2 separate regions of the Mus musculus genome follow, and region 1 is linked to region 2. A link is a contact called in public HiChIP or PLAC-seq data. All regions are on one chromosome and are shown on one strand. Each heading gives the region's core, a stretch centred on a gene start, on an enhancer-like site or on the middle of the called end of the contact. The rest is flanking DNA. Distances are from core to core; before and after follow the strand shown. Region 1 overlaps 2610307P16Rik (RIKEN cDNA 2610307P16 gene). Region 2 overlaps 2610307P16Rik (RIKEN cDNA 2610307P16 gene).

What was found. HiChIP or PLAC-seq counts read pairs in DNA pulled down with a chosen protein or histone mark.
Region 1: a contact with region 2 is called in an H3K27ac HiChIP or PLAC-seq map of T-cell acute lymphoblastic leukemia, with 2.4 times the contacts expected there. The contact joins two enhancer-like sites. A contact is called at or near these places in 1 of 484 Hi-C or Micro-C datasets (pancreatic cancer cells) and 2 of 115 datasets of contacts at active chromatin or transcription factors (T-cell acute lymphoblastic leukemia and double positive thymocytes).

What each region holds. Positions count from the first base shown.
Region 1 is chr13:28,829,745-28,836,579 of GRCm38.p6, forward strand. All of the region lies in intron 2 of 2610307P16Rik (RIKEN cDNA 2610307P16 gene), which reads right to left. Among named protein-coding and RNA genes, the nearest start is that of 2610307P16Rik, 52 kb to the right of the region's middle. Within about 2 kb of position 3,772, at least 55 of the 459 cell types and tissues checked have an H3K27ac peak or open chromatin away from gene starts, as enhancers often do. A contact at or near this core is called in T-cell acute lymphoblastic leukemia and double positive thymocytes, where this site is marked.
Region 2 is chr13:28,516,465-28,523,396 of GRCm38.p6, forward strand. All of the region lies in intron 7 of 2610307P16Rik (RIKEN cDNA 2610307P16 gene), which reads right to left. Among named protein-coding and RNA genes, the nearest start is that of Gm40841, 98 kb to the left of the region's middle. Within about 2 kb of position 3,552, at least 29 of the 459 cell types and tissues checked have an H3K27ac peak or open chromatin away from gene starts, as enhancers often do. A contact at or near this core is called in T-cell acute lymphoblastic leukemia and double positive thymocytes, where this site is marked.

The sequences.
Region 1 (6,835 bases), core at 2,522-5,021, 310 kb after region 2:
GGCCGTGTCTAGCATGTACATGTTTGGCTGAGGCTCTGCTCTACCTAACTTATAAATATGTCTCGATGAATGGACTTTTAGGAGCCTGGATTTACTTCCAGGGTCTCATGGTGGCAGGAAGCCTGACCTCTGTGTCTACAGGCATCAGGCACAGCCTGGGAGCATGACCTAAAATCAAATCTTGTAGATAAAATCTAGACCTCTGGAATCCAAAGAGAGTCCTATTTCCTGACCTCTGCTCTGCAATTCCCTACTGCTGCCCCATACCTTTAAGTGTTACATAAATACTACGGCCTCAAATTTAGAAATCTTCCTTCAAGAAACTAAGGAATGGCTCTCCATTTAAGCTCAGTGTGGAATGATAACAGAAAGAATGTTCCTTTTGAAGGCAAGGAGGAGTGGGGCAGTAAAACCCAACACTGAGCTTAGAAAGGACTAGGAGCTGCAGGCAGGTAATGGCAGATAGGCAGGAACTGGCATGCAGACACTAAAGCTGCTGAGTTGCCTATCCTAACAGAAAGAAAGGATTGGAATACAAAGTACCGGTGGGCTACATTACAAGCCAGTGGATTTCAGATTGACCTAGGGATGCCATCCCACTTGTGTTAGTTTTTTTTCTGTGGCTAAAACAAATACGCATGACTGATGTGTGATGTGTGTGATCAACAGTAACTTACTGACTCCTGAGTCTACAGGATGGGGAGTCCAGGAGCACATGTCACGAGTCACTGTTCCACATCATGACAGGATGGACAGCATTGTGAGATGGAGCCACAAGACCGACAGAGCTTATTTCCATAACAGGCCCACTCCCATGGTTATCTTTCAGTCATCTGCAAAGGATCTAATCCATTCATGAAGGAGAGCCCTCAGGAACCAATCACTAAGAGAAGATCCTGTCTCTTAACACTGCCGCACTGGAGACCAAATTTCCCACACATGAGTTTTTATGAGACACATTCAGACCACTTTACATCAGAACAGAGGCTCAGGAACACATTAGGAAGTTGGTAGAACACAAAAGATTAAAACCATACTGAAGGGGACTGGCTAGACGGCTTAGCAGACAGAAGAGCTTCTGGCCAAGCCTAGCAAGCTGAGTTTGAATTCTTAGACCCATAAGGTAGAAGGAGAGAATTGACTTTCAAGTGGTCCTTTGACCTTCATATGAATATGCATATGTACATAGGGAGGGAGGGAGGGGGGAGGGGGGAAGGAGGGAGGGAGGGAGGGAGGGAGGGAGGGAGGGAGGGAAGGAAGGAAGGAAGGAAGGAAGGAAGGAAGGAAGGAAGGAAGGAAGGAAGGAAGGAAGGAAGGAAGGAAAACAAACAAAACAAATAACAACAATAAAACCAGCATACATAAGACGGGTGCTTTAATCCTACCATTCAGTAGTAGGTAGAGGCAGATCTATGTGAGTTTGAGGGCAGCCTGGTCCACAGAATGAGTTCAGGATAGCCAAGGCTACACAGAGAAACCCTGTCTCAAAAATCCAAAATGAAACAGCATATACTCTGAAACCTGGCCTTGTGGCACATGCCTTTAGAACCAGTTTCTCTGGAGGCTGAAAGGATCAAGAGATTAATGGCAGGAGTTCAGATTCAAGGTCAGAATGGGAAACATAGTTTGTATTTACCAAGCCCCTGTTTCAACATCCAAAATAAGAAAATGCCTGGGATATAACTCAGTGGATCAGTGCTCGCCCACCACGTGCTAGGCCCTCACTCAATCCCCAACACCAGGGGGAAATCTGATTGAAATGTAAACACAAAACAAAAACATGTCCTAGAATCAGTAAATAAATCCAAGAGCTGCCATGTATGAACAGCACTACTTTAAAGAAAATGGGAAATGCAAATAAAGATAGAAATAACTATGTGCTTAATCATTATTAAGCAAACTAAGATTAACATACAATTCTACAGTAAAATGTTAATTTAGGGGGCTGGGTTTTTTTTTGTTTTGTTGTTTTGTGTGGATTTCTCTGTGTAGCCTGGTTGTGTGTATGTGTGTACACTCTCACAAGTGGATGTGCGGAAATAAATATGCAAAGTAACACTCACAAAAAGACTCAGTATGCATGAGGTTTTATAGCCTACTATTTCAAGTTTCAAAGACCAATTTCACACTGTTATCAACTGCTGCAGATAATTTAAAACTAAAAAGCAAACCTCTACAAAGACACAACATAATTTATTCCTGCCCAGAAAAACAATATAAAACAAAAGCACAGATGAAGTTCACTCCGTACAATCATGGGAGATGGAGATGGTGAGACTGAGACCTGAGACCTGAGACCAGTAGAGAGATGTGATCTAAGTATGAATGTGTTACCCCATGCTTTGGGATTCTATTCCGTTCAGTTCAGTTCTGTTCCATTGGCTCACTTTTATCCTGGAGAGTGTAGAAGGGTAAGACTGTGCCTTTGCCCCTGAGTTGCCTGGTAACCATCATTTGAGATTATGAGAAGGTCTTTTTAAAAGTACACACAAGGGGAACGCCAGGGCCAAAAAATGGGAATAGGTGGGTAGGGGAGTGGGGGGTGGGGTGTGGAGGACTTTTGGGATAGCATTGGAAATGTAATTGAGGAAAATACGTAATAAAAAAAAAGTACACACAAACATACATACATATACACATATATAGTTATGCACGTGTGTTTATGTATACAAAAACTTATAAAAATGTGTATAACACACACACACACACACACACACACACACACCCCAAATCACTATCTGTACATCTTAAGCTCTCCTAAGTCTGCCTTTCCTTACTGTAGTTGGGATATGTGGATTAAGTGGACACATTCAGTATCATCCACTATACACAGCAGCTTCTCTGCTGTATACTGCCCTACTTTCGTAAGTCTGGAACATGTATTTGGTCCCAAAGCCTTTGATAAAATGCTTTGCCACGATTCAATATTTTAAATGTAAATAAACCACTGCATCATGTATTGATTTTATTTCAGATACCGTTTCTCTGATACCTTAAGAAGAATAAAGTCTATATTACATGCCATTCTCTTAAAGATCATTTTCTTGGAGAGGAAAACATTGTCAAAAGTATGATGGATTTTCTTCTGATGGATGGGGGAGTTGGGGGTGAGGGGACTCACAGGGTAGCAACCGCTGTCACTAATCAACACAGCCACAGCCTGAGGATTGAAAGGAACAGTAAGGGGACAGTGTAGCTTGCCATTCTATGATCCTAACAAGGTGTGTACTGGCAAAGCCAAGCCGGAAAAAAATAACCCTGCGACTCATAACCTGGTGTCTGCCTCCTTTTGGCATCTTAAGTTTAGATTCCATAAATACTCTGAATTCTACTTTCTCCGTGGCAGGATTACTTAATTTAAAGCTATACACACCATCCGTGCCTCTGCTGACTCTACAGGTTATAAAACTAAGGCCCAAGAGATTACCGATTTCTTCAACCGACTGCTAGCAGATCCCCGAGACACAATTTGTCATGGCTATGATGGCACCTGGAACTTTGTATTTGCTTCAAGAGGTCTTCTGCATTAGACCGGCAGGAGGCAAGCAACTGATAAAAAGATCCACAAATCCTTCTGCTTCAGAACAGAGCCACCCCCACCCAACAGGCAAGATCTGGACCCTCACTTTCTTTAATCAGAATTATGTGGGGTTTAAGCCAGGATAAAAAGATGTTCAGTTCCATTCTTTATGGGTTTCTGGGGGACCAACACAGGGGTGGGAATCACAGACGGCTGTCACCAGATCTGCCTCACACGCAGGCAGGAAGCAGGGTGGCAGTTAGAAGACAGGAAGACTGGGGGTGAGCAGAAACTTCCCACGGTGCCTGGAGAGATGAACAAGCTGTTCTCTCAGCATTCTTTTGGACCCAAGTGACTTGGTTCCTGGGCTCCCAGAGAAATGTGTGCCCTCCATAAGGAAGTCTCCACCTGCTTGGGAGAGATCACTACTCAACTGGCAAGATAAAAAGGAATGGTAGCTTTACCACCTACATTTCTACTCTAGCAATTAGTAAACTGAAAACAAGGGCTCAACAATCATCTGAGTTAATATTATTATTGCTATTGTGGTTGTTAGGAATGTAGAGCTTTAACACCTGACACTGACATTGATGGGGAATGTCAACTGGTACAGCCACTGTGGACATCAGTATGGCTCTTCCACATGGCTACAAACAGAGCTAGCTACCTTATGATCTGGCTGTACCACTCCTGGTATATATTCAAAGGAATCTTCCACTGGGACACTTGCATCTTCATGTTTATTGCAAGACTATTCACAATAGGCAAGATCAGGAACCCGCACTGATGCTGACTGGTGGATATATATGTGCAGTGCAATTTTATTGAATTGTAAAGAACCAAAATGAAACTGTAGCATTTACACAACTGGAGATCATTGTGTAACAGAAATATACCAGACGCAGAAAGATGAAGGGGGTCCATTCTCACATGTGCACATGTGCAGAATCTAGTTTGCTTTGTGTATGTGTGTGGGTGTGGGGGGTGGGGGGGGAGGGAGGGAGAGAGAGAAGGAAAGAGAGATGAAAGTAGAAAGGTCACTACAAAATGGGAGGAAAATGGCTAAAGGGAGGAAGGAGGAGAACAAAGGGATGGCTAATGGAGAAAGATAAAATGCCTCACTTTCGCTCATATATGTAGTCTATATTTAAGCATAACACATATGGCATGAATGCAAAGAAGGAACTATTTGGGAAGAACAAAGGGATGACCAAGAAAGGGGGTGAATGGAAGTGGCATGTGAGGGGATAGGAGCAAGATGCAACTACGTGTGTGTGTGTGTGTGTGTGTGTGTGTGTGTGTGTGTGTGTGTGTGAAAATGAAACCTATTATTTTGCATATTTACCAAATTTTAACTTAAAAGCTTAAAGAAAAGAAAACTGAGAACAAAAGCTATGAGCCAGACCTTGAGCCAGCCTATCAGAACTCCAACATCTTGGTTAGGTTTCCTGTATTACTGCTAATATTTGTAAGGAATTTAGAGAACAGTGTATTAGAAAAACAAAAACTGAAAAAGCTTATCCAGAAATGCTATTCTGTGCCATATAGAAATATTTAAGTTGTGTCTTTTTAATACATCTCCCTAAAACTAATAATATATACTATTTAAATTTAGCAAGTTAATAGTGAATTACTCTAAAATATCATTAATGCTGATTTACACACAAATACATGCATGCACACACCAAAAGAATTCTGTAGAACTTCCTGGAAATTATAGTAGTTTTCCCATGAAAAGAGGGAGAAAAGTCTTTGCCATCATTGAATAAAATCTGTGTCGTAGATTTTCATCCTAGATAGCTCTGCTGTTTCTCATGCCGTAACCATGCCTTCTCCATTACTGAAGTGCATGAGGCAACACAATTTCCATCAACTTTTGTCAGAATGTAGGATCTGTTGACCCATGGGCCTGCTACACTGAGTCTGCTCCGCTTGCTAACACAGTTTTCAGTCATCCTAATTATCCACTGTGTATAGGTACCAGCTCTGTTCTGTGGTAAGACCTGCCCACTGTGAAAGCCGTTGCCACAATAAGGAAGGATATGAAGATGTATGAAGAAGAAAGGATAAAGCAAAGAGATGAAGGGAGAAACTCATCATCAAGAGACATCAGAGGAAGGAGGAGGAGCAAACTGGGCCACTCTCCACTCCGGCATGACAGTCAGGAAGTTCATTCAGGGAAAGAGAACCGTCAACAGTGGGAAGCAGATGGGAGAAAAGAAGCCCAGGTAAGTGGGACCACACAGTTCAAACAAGAGGGAGGGACTCATGGCCAAGCTCTTTGGCTAGACTATCGCCAATGTAGTAAGCAAACAGGAGGGATAGCAGCCCCAAATCCCCACCAAACATGAGAGATTTCCTTTAGGGATGGATACAAAACAAAAACAAAAACAAAAACAAAAAAAACAAAAACGAGCAGTAGCCATAACAACAAAACAGAACCATCCGTGTGGTACAGAACCATCCATGCACCCGGGCCATTTGTGTTTATGTGTATTAACTCATCTGAAACCCACAGGAACCCAAGAGAGAGAATATGAATATGGTTTCAGTGTGAAATGTCCCCTCCAGGCTTGTGCAGTTTAATACTTGGTCCCCAAGTAGTGGTGCTGTTTGGGGGACATTGTGGAGCATTTAGAAAAATGTGGTCTAACCGGTAGGAAATGGCTATGGAGGTGCACCATGTGGGTGAGAGCCCACATTCCTTAACTTCCTGATCCACCTGGATGTGAGCATGCTCCTGCAGCCATGATGAGCTGTCTCAAACTGTGAGCCAAGATAGGCCTTTCCTCCTTTAAGCTGTTTCTTACTGACACATGGTCACACATTAAAAAAAAAAAAAAAAAAAAAAAACAGGGCTGGTGAGATGGCTCAGTGGGTAAGAGCACCCGACTGCTCTTCTGAAGGTCCAGAGTTCAAATCCCAGCAACCACATGGTGGCTCACAACCATCTGTAACAAGATCTGATGCCCTCTTCTGGAGTGTCTGAAGACAGCTACAGTGTACTTACCTATAATAAATAAATAAATCTTTAAAAACAAAACAAAACAAAACAAAACTGCAGGATAGTTATGAGAATGCTTGTCGCAATTTTGGAAAGTTGGCACCCAAAGTCTCAGAGAATGAAATGAATGTCAAAGGCTAAACAGCTGGTAAGTATTTTAAACTATTCCAACTGCAGCACTGTGGGTGAGCTAGATGTGCGAGCACAGTGGTTTCTCCTTTTTATTACACAGTGGAAAAGCTATTGTATTAGGCTAAGTGGACTCACCTCTTATACAAAGATGGAACAAAGGTTGCTAACCAGTGGGCACC
Region 2 (6,932 bases), core at 2,302-4,801:
AACAGACTGTTGTTGAATTTAGATTCATTTGTGTATCAAAATTCTCCTTTAAATAACCAGCAGTTGCAATGGGTGAGAAAGCACCACACATTTTAACAAAAACACTTATCTGATAACATTTTAGTGCTTGCAAATGAACAATAAAATCACAGTTCAGCCTCTGAGTGGTTCGGTCTATAGCAGACACAGCAGTTCTTGAAATCAATTAATCTAGTCTCTGTCAGATCCACAAACCAGCGAACATTTGGAAACAAAAAAAGTAGATTGCAAAACCAAACATACCTGTAGGAGGAACCACTAACCCCACAGCCTTTCTCCTTCCCTTTCCCCTTCAAGTTTGATGACTTGACAGTTCTGGGACTCCTCCTAGAAGAGTGGGGGACTCACCCCCAGCCCCAGCTGTTCAAAGCTCAGCCCAATCTGCTCCTTAGAGTTGGCTGTATAGTAACAATGTGGCTACCGTTCACCTTCATTTGCTGTGAAGATCACTAAGCTTGAGAGGGGAGGGGAGGGAGGGAGAGAGGGAAGGAGGGAGGGAGGGAGAGAGAGAGGGAGGGAGGGAAGGAGGGAGGGGGAGAGAGGAGGCAGAAAGAGGGGGAGTCAGGGAGAGGGGGAGGCAGGGAGGGGGCAGGGGAGGGAGAGAGGCAGAGAGGCAGAGACATAGAGAGAAAGAGACAGAGAGAGAGACACACAGAAACAGAGTGAGAAAAAGAAACAGGAAGACAGATTCAGGCAGAGATAGTTAAAGAGAGAGTGCCCCAGGTGTAACAGAGCCCAGTTTCAAACTGGAAAGATGCGTTACCCAGGTACCTGACAGTTTCTATGGCCAGAGAGGCAAGAAGCAACAAGGGCAGGAAGAACGGAAAATCCGAAAGAGACAGAAAGCAGCAGCCAGAACACGTTTGGCAAGTGTGCAAGCTCACGTGAGGAGAGAAGAGAGTGCAAAAAGGAAATTTTGAAATAGAGACAAGTAGGCCTTTCACGTGAAGTCTCAGTTGTGACAGGATTCTACTTGTCTGCCACCACAAACATCCCACACCAGAGGCCCAGGGAAACATGGGGGAAGAGTCAGAGCAGAGGAGATGGGCTTCAAACCGATTTGAATGCAGGCGATAATCTGGACAGTTCTGAGCACTATCGGAGACAATGAACTCAGTGCAACTTGGGTTTCAGTCATGGAACTGACCTTTCATTCACAAAAATGGCTAAATTACAGTGTAGTGTTTTCTCACTCCAGTCATGGGTTCAGCTATTTAAATCTTATAAGGAGTCACGTTTAAATCTTGTCTTCCCACTGAAACAGCAGAACTGTGAAAATAACCCTCCACTGGTATCTCCTTCACAGGCAGTCCTGCCTGCTATATAAACAGCTGGGAAGCCTTTATTCACAATGACATCAAAGTCAATACTTGTTCTCAGTGACTCTGATTGATGTCTAACGCTAAAGTAAATTCAAATTCCCATCAGTAATGAACAGAGAATTGGTAGATGGGTTGGAATTTGCCTGGCAGATTCCAAAGCCTCTGGATTCACTTCCCTGGAAAGCATGAAGGTATTAAACTAACAAGGACAACGGCTCCTTCGTTCATTTTCACAGGTCTTTGCTCCCTTGTCCATTAGCTGAATCGATCCAAGAATGTTTCTGGATGCCACACCTGGAAGTTAGTATCTCACAGTCTGAGGCCAGGCTGATATGAAAGGGTCTACAGGACACAGGACTCCACTCCCAATATACAATGATTCCCCCAAACATCCACAGTTCTGGGATAGGGAAACCCTTCAGAGAGTTAGTTGTTGCAGGAATAAAACCTCCCTTGGGGGGAGGGGATCTTTAATGGTTTGTATGTGCATAAATGTACATGTGACTATGGATAGGTTTTGTGTGTACAAATATGTATAGAGATCATAGCTCTAGGTGTCTTTCTCTATTGTTCTCCACTTGTTTTTTGAGACTGAATCTCTCACTGAACCTGGAGCTCATGTATTCAATTCTACTGGAGAGCCAACGAGTCTAAGTGGTGCTCTGCCTCCCCAGCGCCAACATTATAAACATGTATTGCTTTGTTTGGCCTTTTTAAAGATGGGCTCTGGGAGGCTGGGAACTCACAACCTCATGCTTTTGTGACAAGCACTTTGGCAACATCTCTCAGTCTCAGCTCTATGGCTTTACAGTCATGGAGGTGAAAGAGATTCCAACTAAGGTCTGTATACGTTTCTTGTCACTGAAAAAGCAAACATCTGACACAAACAACTAGGAAGAAATGTTTATTTTGACTCCAGGTTTCAGAGGACTCTGTCCGTACCTGCTTAGTCCCACACACTTGGCAAGAACACTGCAGCAGTGGGAATGCGTAACACAGAACCCTTTTCATTCTCAATACTTATAGAAAATAGAGAGATGGAGATAGGAAAGCATAAGATACCTTCAAAGACTCTTTTCCAGGTGACCTTCTTCCTCAAGCCAGACCCCACCTCCTAAAGTCTCCAGATCTTTTCCAAACAGTGTCATCTTCTAAGGACCTAACCTTTAACACATGTGTGGCGGAGAAGAGAAGTGTTCCATATTCAAACCATAACATCTTGCTGCCATTAAAATGTCTTCTCTTCACATTTAACATAAACGTAGAGGACAGACACAGACAGAAGTTTAAAATGGGATCAGTATGGAATCCAGCAGACCGTAGAACACCAAACTCTGCATGAGACTTCAGTGGGTGATTCACTGCCAAAATAGCCACAAAGAAAAGATAAATAACAGAGTCTTAATGAATCACCAAAAGGTTGTTTGTTTGGACGTATATAAACCTAAAAGAAGTTAACATAGAGTTTATCTGTGTGTGTGTGTGTGTGTGTGTGTGTGTGTGTGTGTGTGTATGTGTGTATGTATGTAAGTATGTATGTTTCCATGGGTACTCTGATGCATACACATGTAAAAGCTACATGTCAATATAGGGTGTCATGCCATCCTCATCCAATCTCCACATTTTTGTTTTGTCTTGTTTTGAGACAAGGTCTCTCAAGTGAACCTGGAGCTCACCACTCAGCTAGGCTGGCAGGTCAGTGAGCTCTAATGATCTGCCTGCCTCCACCTCTGCAGTTTACATTTTAAAAGAAAATAAACCTTTATCCTGGCCACCTGTCACAGAGCCATGCCCACACAAGCACACCCACAAATACAAACACCAGAGAAACAGTGTCAGAGTCAATTGACTCTAGCTTAAAAAAAAAAAAAAAAAAACAAACAAACAAAAAAAAAAACTCTATGTAAGTCTTCCACCAGCTTGAAATAAAAGAAACTGACCGGAGAGGCTGAGGAGGATCTGAGGGTTTAACTCTTTCCTAAAAGCAGAGAGCCAACCACACCTGGAGATTAATTAGCAGGTCTTTGATGTATCATCTGTCCTCTGCACAGCACCCAGTGGGGTGGAGTCATCAAAACATTTACAGTGCCTGGTGAAAAAATAATTTGCCGTGAGGTAATTTAGTGTAAGCTCAGGTCATGTCCCAGTCTTGCCAAACAGATGGAGCTGCCAAAGGTCCCTTCCTGTAGCTGTTCCTTTCACAATGATGTGCCTGCTCACATGCTTAACTCTCTGCCAACCTTGATCTGCTCAGGGTGTGTGTGTGTGTGTGTGTGTGTGTCGTTTGCAGGAAGAGCTTCACACACAACATCTTAGGTTTCCCTGGATTCCTCTTGGTAGTCACACTTGGTTCAAGAGCGTCTGGGAAGAAGAAAGAAGAAAGGAGGTGCTGTCTAGACCAGGACAGAGATGTCATTCCCCAGCATGCACAGAACATGTCCTGCCCTGTCAGAAGAAACAGCTGTGATGCCTGGTGCAAGTTCCATGCAGCTGCTGTTTTGTGGAAGATTTCAACTCCACATCATCCATAAAGTACAAAGAACTCTGTTCACCATGGGCTGCATGGGTAATGGGCTGGGATGTGTCTTTAGAGCAGAAGAAAATCTCTCAGGAGACTTTGGACATGCACTCTTACTCCAAATGTTCCTTCTGAGGTGACCAGGACATAAACTGAACTTGGCAAGTTCGCTTGTGAGATTGTGCAAATGCAGTTGAAAGAAGAGCAGGGACTGGTGCACCTCATCCTGCATGTGTTCCCAACACTGCTTCCCTAAGCGGCATGGAGAGAACGGCTCAGCAGTCTGGTACAGAGAACACCACATGGCACCGGTCATTTCTGTTCTCTGAAAGGTGCCAGACTATGAGCAAAAGCACAAATCATTTTTATTAAACTGGGTAAATTAAGGAAACTTCTTGCAGCCAATACACTTGTACCCACAGGAATGTATTGAAAAACTAAGATCCTGCCCGGTGCAATCCACAGAAGAAAACACACAGAGATCAACAAGGTTGATAAAAGGCACTGAGGCTGGTTTCAGGCCTGGGCAGAAATCGAGAAATGGCTTAAATAATCCATGTTGTTGTTATGCTGAACAGAATTCTCACACTGAACGCAATATATAAACACCCTGAAGACTCCTTCCCTGAAAGTGCTCTCCTCCTTACATCAAAGAGGGTTAGGGTAAGAAGGATACTTGAAGGAGACTAAAAGACAACAGGCAGGCAGAAGGAAAAAAAGGCTCACCAAATCCACAGCACAGCCCCGCAGCTCATTTTGAATAATGACGGATCCTTCGAGCATTGATTTTACTCACAACACTAAATTCACTCATTATGTAACACTACATTGCTTCTTAGGTTTAGTGAATAAATTATAAAAGTTTAAGTCACTGAATGAATTATAGAACCAAATGTGGGCTCTTTGTGTATGCCAAGAATAATGTGCTTTTTCCTCAGGTGAATAACCTTAGGATAAATATGAAGTTAATCATAATATCTCTAAATCATCATCTAGAATTGGAACAGTGTGCTCAGCCGTACCTGTGTGTATTTATTTATGCTATCATACTTACATAATGTTTACACCACACTCTTTTATCTTACATAATCATGTTTGTATGACTATCTAATTTGGTAAGCAAAGTTGGGAATTAGAATTCAATTGCTTAAGTAGGGCTGAAAGAGATAGCTCAGTGGTTAAGAGCATAAGCCCCATTTCCAGAAGACCCGAGTTTGATTTCTAGCATCCGCATCAGTTAAGTCAAGTTAAGTCCAGCTCCAAGGGAAATCAGACACTGCCGGACTCTGTGAGCACCTGAACTCACTTGCACATACACAGACACAGCCGAGAAACATGCAACACATGCACACACACACTAGGCAGACAGATAGATACTTTAATTATGTCCCAGTGCTGGGACATTTGTTTCTCAACAAATATGTGTGCACAGAGTTTCTCTTAAAGATATAAGTAAATTTGGGATAGGAAAGATGCCTCAGTGATTAAAAATGAAGAATTATTGCTATAGAAGCATGAAGACCTGAGTTCAAATCTCCAGGAGCTATAAAGCTGGATATGGATACACACACACACACACACACACACACACGCACGCACGCACACATTCATACTCACTCATGAACATACATTCATATATGCATACACACCACCCAAATCTAAACATACATGAAAATATAAGTGAACTCTACCCAGTTGATCCTTGTTAGTTACAGTCCTCACTGCAGTTGAGGATATCTGTGATTAACAATGGGAAAACCATTTCCCTTGAGATCATGGAAAATTCAACTGAATTCAATTATGGAACATAATTGAAGAAGCAGTAAGTCAAAACATATACCATGCCCTTCATACACAGCCATCTGCAAAGTTTCTCACAGACACAAACTATTTAACATCTTGTCACAGGCAGCTTTAAGACTCTCCTGGGAGTTACAAGTTAGTTAAATGCATATTTTGCCGTCCCAGTAAAAACCCCAAATGAGTACATTTCAGGTACTAAGCCAACAAGTACTAGCAATGGGCTGCCATATTTATGGAGAAGGATAGCTCACAAAAAAAAAAAAAATGAGAGAAGCAGTGATTGATGGGTTCTTAGGCAACAAGGAAAGAAATGCTTGTATGCAACAACATAGCTACAGAATTTCAAGGAGGACGATCAAGAAGCAGCATCAGAAAACAGTACAGGAAAACGTACTGCACTGGGTGTGCACTGGATGTGGCTCGGGTTACTCCTGTTCCCTCTGTAGGGATACAGCTAGGCAAATTCGAATGTATCAAGCCAAACAGGAAACACTGAAGGAGAAAGAGAAATCTCCAGACCTGGCTCATAGCTGCTCAGTAAGTTTCTGTGGAACAAACAACTGTTCCAAAGAACAAGAAGAATGTAGAAGGAGGAGACACAGCAAGGACCAAGGGGAGAAGAAGAACAGTATTCAGCACCTCTGAGCACATCCCACCCCACAACACTTGAATAAAAGCATGCAAGGGCTCTGAACAGCAGCATCTTCTTCATGTCAAACAGCTGGCCATAGGGATGATTTACTAACTTAGCGGTGAGATACATCACTTTCCTGTCTCGTTGGTACTCCAGCCTTGCTGTCTCTTGGTCATCTCTAGCCTCGTGTACCTACCCAAACTTCCTGTTGACTAACGAGAATATTAAACTCAAATATTAATTGTAACCACCACCATCAAACAGCACTTTTTATACATTGTGGAGACTAACAGAGTTCGACTCTCTCCCACCTGAAACCAAATGCCTTCAGGTTTGGCTTATAGGGGCTCTGAGAGTTTCTGCTAAACAAGTGCAAGGGAACAAATGAGAAAAAAAAAAAAAAAAAACAGTTCCAAAGGACAGGGCTGAAATGAAAAGAATCTTTTACACACACACACACACACACACACACACACACACACACACACCCCTCTAATTGTTACACATAAAACAACTCTAAAGACAGAATTATTTCAAATACTACATAAAAAAAGCTTAAATTTCTAATCAGTAAATAATAAACTGCTTCATGTAAATTAGGACAAGGATCAAGACC